Linked DNA regions of Sus scrofa: region 2 is linked to region 1. A link is a contact called in public Hi-C data. All regions are on one chromosome and are shown on one strand. The core of a region is the stretch at or near the end of the contact, and the rest is flanking DNA. Distances in the headings are between cores, read along the strand shown. Region 1 holds the start of AQP6 (aquaporin 6). Region 2 holds the start of ASIC1 (acid-sensing ion channel 1).

Region 1 (5,884 bases), core at 798-3,297:
GTTCGATCCCTGGCCTTGCTCAGTGGGTTAAGGATCCGACATGGCCATGAGCTGTGGTGTAGGTTGCAGATGCGGCTTGGATCCCAAGTTGCTGTGGATGTGGCGTAGGCCAGCAACTGTAGCTCCAATTCGACTCCGAGCCTGGGAATTTCCATAAACCACAGGTGCAGCCCTAAAAAGCAAAACAAACCAAAAAAGCCAAAAAAACCCCAGATATTCATTGAGCATCTACTATAGGCTTGAGCTAATCCCTGTGCAAGAGGTTATATGTAGGGATGAACAAAACTTGGTTCCTGGCCCCTAAGGGGCTCACCGCCTCACTGGAGAGATATGCTAACACCTTGACAACACCCGATGGTGACTGCGATATACCAATATGGCCAGGTGCGGTGGGAGCCCACAGAGGGGGCCTCACCCAGGAAAGGGAGAGGTGACATCAAATCTGAGCCTTGTGAATAGATTAGGATGCACCTAAGCAAAGAATTGGGATGGGCTCTCCAAGGGGAGACCAGCATGGAATGTTCCAGAACCACTGGCCATTTGGTGAGGCCAGAGGGTAAAGGCCAAGGCAAGAAGTGGGGAGAGGTGAGGAAGGAGGAGTAGGATCCCAGAGGACCTTGTAGGTCAGGCACAGAGCTCACAGAGGGGACCGGAGGCTTTGAAGGGATTTTAGCAGGAGCAGCAGGATCAGATTTGCATTTCGAAAGATCACTGGGGCTGCAGTGTGGATAATTGATTGGAGCCGAGCAAGGGAGAAACAGAGAGGATGGTTAAAGGCTGCAGGGCAGCGGGGGGTGAGAAGAAGGCACAGTCACGAAATATTGAGGATTCAAAATCAGTAGGACTTGACGCCCTAACTGGACAGGAGCCAGAGGGTGAGGTCAACGATGCTCCCCAGGTGCCACTGGGCAATCTGAGGACAATGGGAGCCCTGGGCTCAGGGCACGGGGAGGGATGAGGATCTCATCCTGAGACAGGTCGAGTTCAGAAGCCAGAGGACACCAGGGCACAGCCATGGGGCAGGGAGCTACAGCCCGGCCCAAGGCCTGGGCACCCAGGTGTGGTTAAGAGGTGAAGATTGTATTATCTTAACAGCTCGGCAGGTTCTTCTTAGGGAGAGAATATTCTGTTTGAGAAAAGACCTTGATAGGCTGCTGGGAGTTAAAGGGCAGAGCTTAGGATGTGAGAAAGACTGTGTTGCCGCAGGGCCGGAGTGGGGATGATGGCAGGGGAGGCATAAAGAGGCAGAAGTGGTGAAGGGCTGGTGGAAACTCCCTGCTGCCAGCAGCAGAGGCACCCCCTGCCATGGGTATCACCGACTAGCTGTGGAATAAACCCCCTTTCATCTGCCCCCTCTGCAGCCCCCCAGGTTCAAATCATATCCAAGTTGCTTCTGTTCACACCTGCTTTCAGTGAGTACGGGTTCAGTGGGAATGGATGAGAGAGCTTGACTCCCATCTGGGCTTATGAGGCACGGAATAGCGTGAGCCCATTTGGAGGCCAAGCCTGAAGGCAGAGGGGGCTAGGAGAATGGGAGCCACGGAGAATGCATAGGGCCCTCGGAAGCAGGCCTTGGACTTGGGGATCCGAGTGATCTTGTGCTAAGCTGACATGAAGATGGGAGCACCTCGGAATCCCAGGCCCAGCACCACTCCCACACCTGCAGCTCTCAGGCTGGGCTTCTGCCTGCAGCAGAGTTAGGTCTGTCCAGCTTGGAAAACTCCTGGGACGTTCCGGCTGGGTGCCTGGGGACGTCCCCCCCTCCTCTGGCTGTCAGGTGAGCTGAGGGTGGAGCGGGCATGTGAGCGCCACCCCTCGGGTCACTCCCGCACCCCCCACCCATGCAGACACATATAACCTTGTCAGCCCACTGCCTGCAGGTCTGACCAGCACAGTCCTCTGCTGACAGCACAGGGAGGGAGCTGCAGGCCAAGGCCCGAGCTGCCCAGATACAGGAGACCAGAGGAGACAGGGAGATCAGAGGCAAGAGAAGGGGAGGCCCTGGGAACAAAGGAAACGACCGCCAAGGCCCCAGGACCTGGACACAATGGAGTTGGGCAGGCGCAGCTTGGCCAAGACGCTGGTGTGCCGGCTCTGGATGACTGTCAGCAAAGCTCTGTTTGCCGAGTTCCTGGCCACGGGGCTGTACGTGTTCTTCGGCGTGGGCTCAGCTCTCAGATGGCCCCTGGCCCTTCCCTCTGTGCTGCAAATTGCCATCACCTTCAACCTGGCCACGGCCATGATCGTCCAGGTCACCTGGAAGGCCAGTGGGGCCCACGTCAACCCTGCTGTGACGCTGGCCTACCTCGTGGGCTCCCAGATCTCCCTGCCCCGCGCTGTGGCCTATGTGGCTGCCCAGCTGGCGGGGGCCACAGTGGGGGCTGCTCTTCTTTACGGGGTCATACCTGAGGACATCCGAGAGACCCTCGGGGTCAACGTGGTAGGTGCAGCGAGGGGGAGGAGGCAGGTTCCTACAGGTGGAAAGGGGGGAGGGCTGGGCCAGAGGAGAGGGGACAGGGAGGCCACAGAGCACGAGCTCCACACCTGTTCTGGGCTGGGCCTTGGGCCCCAAGGAATGACTGTGGCCTTGATGCAGGCAGAGCAGACGTGGGATCCTGGTGCGGGGATTGGGGAAGCAGGCAGAAGCCACACTAAGGGGCAGAAGTCAGAGACGGGCCAGGCATTTAAGGATCAGAGTAGCCGGGGAGAGGTGGGGGACCCTGCACGCCCTTCCTCTCCCCAGGTCCACCCCACGTCCCCCACTCCTCTGTTTCCCCGTGTCCCTCCCTCCGCAGCACCCCGAGGCCTGTCTCACTCCTCCACATTCTTCTAATCAGCTGTGTTCCTCCTACTTCCCCAAGTCCCCACCTTCCGGTCCTGCCCACGGTCCCTCCCAGGCAGCCTGCAAACGTGCATCGCGCATCTCAGCTTCTCAGCCTCCCTTTCCCACCAGCCCCCAGCACCGCCTCGCCGCCCGCCCCCAACCGCTGGCCCCAACCAAGCCGAGTAGCAGCGGGAGGGGTACCACTCCCTTCTGCGGGGAGCTAGTGTCTGTGTCCGGCGGACCGGACCCACACCGCACAGCTCTCCCCTGCCCTTTAGCTTCTTGAGTCCTGGGGCGGGCGGTGCTGTGGTGTCCTGCCCCCTACAGCGAGGAAATGAGGCCCAGAGGGCCACCAGCCCCGGGCAGAGCCTGCTGGCTCCAGCCTAAGCCCCTCGCACAGGTCAGGAACAGTGTCTCGATCGGCCAGGCGGTGGCAGTGGAGCTGGTCCTGACCCTGCAGCTCGTGCTCTGTGTGTTCGCCTCCACCGACAGCCGTCAGGCGACAGGCTCCCCAGCGGCCACCATTGGGGCCTCTGTGGCAGTGGGCCACCTCATTGGGGTAAGGGGCAAAGGGGACGCCCTGCACATGCACCCACGGGTCCCTCCCTGGGGAGGCTGCCGGGACCCCGAAGGCCAGGAAGTGTCCCTCCCTGAGCCCCTCATGCCTTGGGGGCAAAGCTGCACCCCTCACTCCAGGCCCAGGGGAGGGTGCTGCAGGGGCCAAGCCTGGGGTGGGGCTCTGAGCTGGGGCGGAGGGGGCTGTCCTTCCCGGCCTGCCTTTGGCCTCCTCACACCCTGACCCGCACTTGCGTCTCAGATCTACTTCACCGGCTGCTCCATGAACCCAGCCCGCTCCTTTGGTCCTGCCATCATCGTTGGGAAGTTCGAGGTCCACTGGGTGAGACCCTCTGGCGGCAGCTAGCCGAAGGGAGACGGCCCCAGTGGCAATAGGGGCTTTCTTCAGCAGGGAGGCCACAGTCACTTGAGGGGACAAGTTCCCCTGCTACAGACCACCCTGACCTCCATCGGAGGTTTCCCTGAGCTCAGAAGACGAGGGCCTTTCTTTTCAGCTTCAAAACTCCAGGGTACCCTGTGGATTGCTAAGAAATAGGCCTGGGGCAGGAGCTGCAGCCTGGGTCCAGGCCTCAAGTCCTGGCTGTTTCCTCATTCACTTCCTCCAGCTGGACCAATTTCCAAACTTGGATAAAGAAAAAGACAAACAGAAATAGACACACACGCCAGCAGGGACAGGAACAGCACTGGCCAGGGTTCCAGGCTGGAAAGGCGGAGGCCAGAGGAGGGAGGCAGAGGTGGCGGGGAGCCTGGCCCAGCCCGGTGGGAGGCAAGGTCCCTTCACCTGTGGGAACTCAGGGTGGCGTGGGGTGGGGCAGGACTCCTGCTTCTCAAGTTCACCACCTTGTAGATAGCTCCAGGGGTCCTGGGAGACCAAGTCAAGCAGGTGGGGTCTCAAAGCTGCCCTGTGGTCTGAACGGTTCATGAGCAGGATGCCCACTTCTGCCTCCTCAGATCTTCTGGGTGGGACCCCTGACGGGGGCTGTCCTGGCTTCGCTGATCTACAACTTTATCCTGTTCCCTGACACCAAGACCCTGGCCCAGCGACTGGCCATCCTCACTGGCACTGCGGAGGTGGAGAAAGTGGAAGGGGAGGAGCCCCAGAAGGAAGGATCCCAGGCCAGTTCAGGGGACATGGAAATGGAGAGTGTGTGTCAGGTGGCCTAGAACTTGGCCCCTGCCCTCGAGCTTCTGAAATGTGCCCTGAAAGTGGGCAGCATGCTTGTGTAACCAGACTTCAGGTTTTCCTGGGGGGCGGGGGACTTGCAAGGTGGGGTAGGGAGGCTTGGCCCCTTGTCCTAGCAGGGTGGGCAGGGGGAATCCCTGGCATTCCATTTCTAGACGGGATCTGGGAATCCAATCTGCTCTGTTCCCTCCTCCTCCATATATATTTTTTCTTTTTGGCCGCAGCCACAGCATGTGGAAGTTCCCAGGCCAGGGATCAAACTCACCCCACAGCAGTGACCCGAGCTGCCTCAGTGACAATGCCAGATCCTTAACCCACCGAGCCACAAGGGAACTCCTCCTACATCTCTTTTAATGAGTCAGAACAGAGGGAGGCAGGGGAATCGTGATTGCCCTCCCTTATCTCATCTGTCTGGGCCCCATGGCAGGGGGGTGGTCCTGGGCCCCCAGACCCCCTTGTCTTGAAGAAAAGGGAATTTGAGCCTGGACAGCCACTCTGCTTAGAGATTGAGGGCTATGGGGATGTCAGGGAACCCCAGCCTCTCACCCCACCCTTGGGGAGAAGGGGCCAGTCTTCTCAGGAAAAATCAGGCCCTGGAACAGCTTCAGAGCTCCTTGGAGGGGTGCTTCTGCTCTTGGATGTGGTTTGGGGGATTCCTGAGGCCAGAGATTACCCTCCCAATAGGTGTTCACTCCTTACTCCTCCAAATCCTCAGCAGAGAGCCCCTCCCTCAGGAAGAACTGCCACAGAAGGACCCTCTTCAGGGTGGGTGGAGGGGCAGGATATACAGGCAAAGGAGGTCCAGGCCAGACAGGCCTTTCCCCGGGGGCGGGCTCCCCCAGGTGTTCGCCTGCTTCCCATGCCACACCCCCATGCACAGGAGCGATCTTGAAAGGGGGCAGGTTCCATCCCAGCCCTCCCTCTGTGACCTGGGCCTAAAGACGCCACCCCTAGCCTCATTCTCAGCCCTGCTAGGATCCCAAAGAGTGTTGCGTAAGTCCCAAGTTCATTCCTAGGAACTCAGGAATGACCCAGGAAATCAAGATTTCACTTCGGTGCCTCTGGAGGATGTGGGAGTCTCACTTGGTTTGTTAACATTTACCAGCTGCTGTAAATCTCCTCTGCCTGTGACTTGGGGTCCTGTCTGGATCTCAGTTTTCCCCGGCTGTAAAATGGGCACAGCCTTCCCCTGGAGATTGATGTTACAACAGGCGATTGGAAAATGTTTGGGGAAGTTAAAATGCTGGAAAAAGGCACCCAATAAATGATGATGATTCTTGCTGTTACTGTAATTATTGGGT
Region 2 (5,513 bases), core at 156-2,655, 77 kb after region 1:
TGGCACCAGCCTGGAAGTAGAGTGAAGGAGTGGCTAGAGATAGAATTTTGGTCCCCCACACCCCCTTCCTCATCACCTGACACCATCAGACCTCAACAGTCTTCGTGTTGAGAGCCCCTAATGAGCATCAGCAAATTAACAGCTTCGCTTTGATTGCTCCTTCTCTGTTAATTGGGTAGGGAGGGCCCCCCAAGGCCTCTCAGAGAGAAGGAGGGAGGGAAAAGGAGAGAGGTGAGAGCTAGAGGAGAAGCACCCCCCACCCCCCCGCGCGCCTGCCCCCAGGTCTGGTCTCAGTGCCTCAGAATTCTGCTCCACCCCTGAGTACAGCTCCCGGTTCCATCCCTTCCTCATCCTGTTCACCCCCCAACCCTATGTCCTCCCACTGCCCCTTCCTTTCTCTTTCCCTCTTTCTTGACTTCTCTCCAAATTCTCTTGACCTCTGGCTATTTCTCCTTCTCTCTGCTCCTTCTTTAGAGGTTTGGTAGTAAGGAGATGCAAACATGCCCCCCCCGCCCCCACCCCAAGGCAAGGCCAAGGCTCAAGGATAGGGTTTGGGTGGCCAAGCCTGTGTGTTTGTTTACATATGTACATGTGTGTATGTGTCACATGTAGGTGGGGAGCAGGGACAATGAGAACAGGTGAATATTTCTAAGCTCTTGAGTTCCTGCCCTATGCGCCAGGCCTCTGAGGTGTGTGGGTGTCTGTGGAGGGTGCGTGTGGCTGTGAGTGCCATGGTGTGACTCTGGTCTGTATATATGTCTGTGTCTCCAAACGGGCAAGTGCTTGAATCAGTCAAGTGTGAGTCGGAGCTTGCTTGTGTGTGTGTGAGTGTGTGTGCGTGCGCGCGCGCGCATACGCGTGTGTGCCACCAGAGGAAGCAGCAGCAAGAGGAAGGAGCATCGATCCGAAGGAGACAGCGCGGGGAGGGGGACGCTGGGGGCAGACACCTTCCCTCCCCGGCGCGCGCGCGTGCGCGCGCGTACATACACACACTCACACATCACAGTCACACACACAAGCCATAGGGCCTCGCGGACAGGGAGACTGCTCCGGGACTGGAGGGAGGCAGCAGCTCCGAGAGCGGCTGGGAGGAGGGGACGAGGCAGCGGGGGGAGCCCTCGGTCCCGCTCCCCGTTCCGGGGGCCCCGCGCGCACACGAGCCCAGAGACACCCTCGCAGACACTCGTAGGCGCGCACGCGCACCCTCTCCCCTCCCCCTTCGCCTCCCCTCCCGCCGCCTCCCGGCCGGACGATGGATCCCTGCAGATCCCAGGGCTGAGAGCACCGCGTTCCGCGCACCGCGCACCGCGCCGAGCCCAGGCGGACCGAGCCGAGGCGAGCGAGCGAGCGCGCGCGGCGGGCGGACGGAGCCGAGCCGAGCCGGGCCGGGCGGGCCGCTCCCTGCAGGGCTCTGCGCGGCGTGCCGCGGCGGCCGCCGGCTCCCGCTCCGGGCCATGAGCCCCTCCGCGGCTCGGCGCTGAGCCCGCGTCTGGCCCCGCGCCCCAGGACCCGCCGCCGGTTGCCGGGTTCCCGAAGCCCCCTCAGGTGGGTCTCCGGTCCCCCCGCTTTTGGCTGCGGGACTCCCCAGCGCCCCGAAGCCAGGACTTTCCTCCCCTCTCGCTTTCCCCGGCTGCCGGGGCGTCTCAGCGGCTGGGGAGGGGGGCGGGGGCCGAGCAGGGGATCCGGCTGCGTCGAGAAGCTAGACTCAAGGCGTGGGGGGGCGGGGGTTGCGTCCGGGGCGAGGACAGCTCGCTGTCATAGGGAACCGCGCCCCCCCACCCCATGCCTGGGCATCCACCTCGGGCTGCCCTCTACCCCCCACCCCCCCACCCCAAACATGCACACAGACAGCCTGCGCCGATCTGAGGACTGGAGCCGCCAGCAGGTGAGGACTCAGCCTGGGCCCCTCCCCACCTCCCCCCCCCCGGGGGGTGGGGTGGGGGTTGTGGCCCAGGTTTAGCTCACGGGGACAAAAGCTCAATCCTGGGAACACCCTTGCCCAGGAACTCCTGACCCCGGATTCGGCCCATCTGGGGGAATTTGCGTCTCCGGGCTGGGGTGGACATTCCTGTCCCAGAGTGACCCCACATCTGGAAGGAACTCCTGTGCCTGCCTGTGGGAACATTGGGACTTCCCTCTCGTCCTCGGATGACTACATCTGGGGTCTCCCCTGGCCCCGGAGGCTTTCCCGGGAGAGCATTCTTTTGGCCTGAGTTGACCCCCAAGCCCCTGCCTTTGGAGAAAACCTCTTCTGGGAGTATGACCCCTGGCCAGCCACCTCGGGGCTTGCACACCCGAGAAGCCTCCTGCCCCAGAGGCAGTGACCTCTGGAGATGGGGATTCCGGCTGGACACATTTGGAGGGACGCCATGTGTACTCTTACCCCAGGACAGTGACAGACTCCCCCACCCCCCTTTCCCCCAGGATCCCCTCGGCCAGGATGGAACTGAAGGCTGAGGAGGAGGAGGTGGGTGGCGTCCAGCCGGTGAGCATCCAGGCCTTCGCCAGTAGCTCCACGCTGCACGGCCTGGCCCACATCTTCTCCTACGAGCGGCTGTCTCTCAAGCGGGCTCTCTGGGCCCTGTGCTTCCTGGGCTCGCTGGCCGTGCTGCTGTGCGTGTGCACCGAGCGTGTGCAGTACTACTTCCACTACCACCACGTCACCAAGCTCGACGAGGTGGCTGCCTCCCAGCTCACCTTCCCTGCCGTCACGCTGTGCAACCTCAACGAGTTCCGCTTTAGCCAAGTCTCCAAGAATGACCTGTACCACGCTGGGGAGCTGCTGGCTCTGCTCAACAACAGGTGGGCGGCTAGCACCCACCCCTGCTCCCAGACGCCCGAGGGGGTGCTTCCTCTCTAACCCATCATACAGCTCAGACAACCCTGCCCTCCAGCGCCCCCCCACTCAAACCTGCCATTCACAGCGAAGGAATTGGGGTCCTGCCAAGCCCTCGATTAAGGGCACCTAATCTCTGATCCCAGTACGGTTCCAAACAGCTCTGCCCCTATCCAGCCTGAGTTGTGAGACATCGTTCCCCCCTTTAGAGTGACTTTTGCCCACCGTTCTGCCACTGTGTCTCAATTTTCTCCTCACTCGGGGGATGGAAGCAAACCATCTTTAAACTATAGTATAAAAGCCATAGTTCTTGCCTTGATCTCTGCCCCCCCCCCTTACCCATGTGCTGAGATGCCCAGCCTCTGGGCAGCCACTGCAGATCCTCTGTCTTCTTAGACCCCATGGGGCAGGTCCTCTAGACACGCCCAGCTCTCCTTCTGTGCCTCTGCCCAGGGCTGGATGCTGCCCTCCCCCCAAGGTTGGGCGTGGGACACTGGAGGCCAAATGGAAGCAGGAACGGAAGGTCCTGCTGATCCATGCGCTGCTCACCCCTGGGCTCCAGGTATGAGATACCGGACACACAGATGGCAGATGAAAAGCAGCTGGAGATACTGCAGGACAAGGCCAACTTCCGCAGCTTCAAGCCCAAGCCCTTCAACATGCGCGAGTTCTATGACCGCGCAGGGCACGACATTCGAGACATGCTGCTCTCCTGCCACTTCCGGGGGGAGGTCTGCAGCGCCGAGGACTTCAAGGTGGTGAGTGAGTCCCCTGGCTGGTGTGGGACAGGAGTCAGCAGGTCCTGGAGGAGGAGGCGCCTGGGACCGGGAAGGCCTCTAGGGAGGAAGTTGTATGTCCCTAGGGTTCCCTTCTGGCAGAAGAGGAGTTTGTTCTGCTCAGGAGTGCATTTGCTCTTCGTGACAGCCTCAGCCTTGTGTCCGTGACGGCAGGACAGACAGCCCATGGCGCACTGATGTGCGTGTGCACAGTGCCTGGGAGGGTCCCGACCCCATCAAGTTTACCTTCTGGGCTACAGGTGTCGAGCTGGGGGTGGTGCTGGGTACACTGCCACCTTGTTGCTCAAAGTGAGGTCCAAGGACCATCACCTGGGAACTTGAAAGAAATGTAGGGCTTTGACACCCTCTTCCCAGACCTACTGAATCGGAGTCTGCATTTTAACTAGATCCCCGGGTGTGTTGAATGAAAGTCTGAGAAGTACCATGAGACAGGGAAGTAAGGGAAGCTTTCTCTTAAATAGCCTAACAGGTAATTCTCTCTATGCCACACCTCCCTGGCCATCCTCTTCTCCCTCAGCCATTACACACACACACACACACACACACACACACACACACACACACAGAGTCCCGTTGGGCTACCCCTTGCCAGCCCACAGAGTTGGGGTCCGAGGAAGGAAAGATGATTTGGGACACACAATCATGGCTGAACTGGAGACTCCATTTGCTTCTTCTTTTTTTTTCTCGTATGTTTGGGTCACACCTACAGCATGCTGAAGTTCCCTGGGCCGAGGATCTAATCAGTGCCACAGGGGATCCTTAACCACTGGGCCACCAGGGAACTCCTCCCTTTGCTTCTTAAAATGGAGATGCCCCACAGATACTCATAACCCCACCACACACAGATGGGGGTGCCTCAAAGCCAGCACCCCAGGGAAGGTTAGGAGAACTGAGTGGCATCTCATGTGCCAGGTGATCTTGGGCAGGTCATACAGGTTCCTGGGGTGGGGGAGCGGTTAGAATCAGGCAGAGTCTGGAAAGGCACCAGAAGACCTGGAGTTGTGTCTGAATAAGTTAACACCGAATGTGAGGATGATGCTTGGAACTCTTGAGCATGCTTGCTAGGCTCTCCTTCAATCCCCTGGATAAATAGCCACATTAGCTCTGTTTTGCAAGTGCACAAGCTGGGACAGAGAGAATGAGTTGCCTGCACCCACAGAGCTGGTTGGTGACAGACTCAGGACTAGAACTTATGTCATGCAGCGTGCTCTTCTGGTTAATATGGCTGACCCTGGAGTCACCATGACCACTTCCAGTTCTGGCCATCGCTCTTGACAACCCAGGCTCCCCTAGGACTCTCTTGCTGTCTGTGCCTGCCACCAATTCTCCCCCCCACCAGCCTCCCCTTTTCTTCCTGACCACTTTCTCTCCCCACTTGCTTGCTTCCCCCCTAGCATTGTGGGAACATGAGCTGCATTTGTTTGGGTAGAAAGGTTGGAGGCATGGTCATGCTCGTTTTTCCCTGCTGAAGTTACGCAAGACTTCCCAATCTCTTTAAGCTCTGCTCTGAGACCAGTTTCACGGGCTTTTGTCACTGCCGCTGGACAAAGGTTACATGACCACAGTCCTTGCCAAGATAAGCTCATAGGGAGCCTAGCATGATGCAAGAACCAGTTTTTCCCCTCTTTTCCTTCCTCAAAACAGGAGAGTCTTGTCCTGGTTTCTCCAGAGCCCAAAGGGATCCCAGGCTTATCAACTATAGTCTCAAGGGAAGTAGAGCTGCAGGTGAAGGTGGAAGTGAAATCCAGAGCCCTACTCCTCTCCAACATACCCCACACCCAAGCAGAAGGGACCATCAAGAAGAACAGAGAAAACTCATTAGGTGGGATGGTTTGGAGTATTTGAATGAGGAAGGGAATTGCTTGGCTCCACCTGGGAAG

Evidence for each region. A called contact is a pair of places that touch in the nucleus more often than the background predicts.
Region 2: a Hi-C map of alveolar macrophages shows a contact between it and region 1, with 5 times the contacts expected there. The contact joins the promoter of ASIC1 here to the promoter of AQP6 in region 1. A contact is called at or near these places in 4 of 5 promoter capture datasets (fetal liver, fetal skeletal muscle and liver), 35 of 47 Hi-C or Micro-C datasets (adipose tissue, alveolar macrophages, blood and 18 more) and 2 of 2 datasets of contacts at active chromatin or transcription factors (alveolar macrophages and skeletal muscle).

What each region holds. Positions count from the first base shown.
Region 1 is chr5:15,886,239-15,892,122 of Sscrofa11.1, forward strand. It overlaps AQP6 (aquaporin 6), which reads left to right and starts at 2,048. Exons shown (of 4, transcript NM_001128467.1): 1 at 2,048-2,440; 2 at 3,225-3,383; 3 at 3,642-3,722; 4 at 4,352-4,567. The coding sequence starts at 2,048. The coding sequence ends at 4,564.
Region 2 is chr5:15,963,677-15,969,189 of Sscrofa11.1, forward strand. It overlaps ASIC1 (acid-sensing ion channel 1), which reads left to right and starts at 1,406. Exons shown (of 12, transcript XM_021091640.1): 1 at 1,406-1,545; 2 at 2,425-2,802; 3 at 3,399-3,594. The coding sequence starts at 2,441.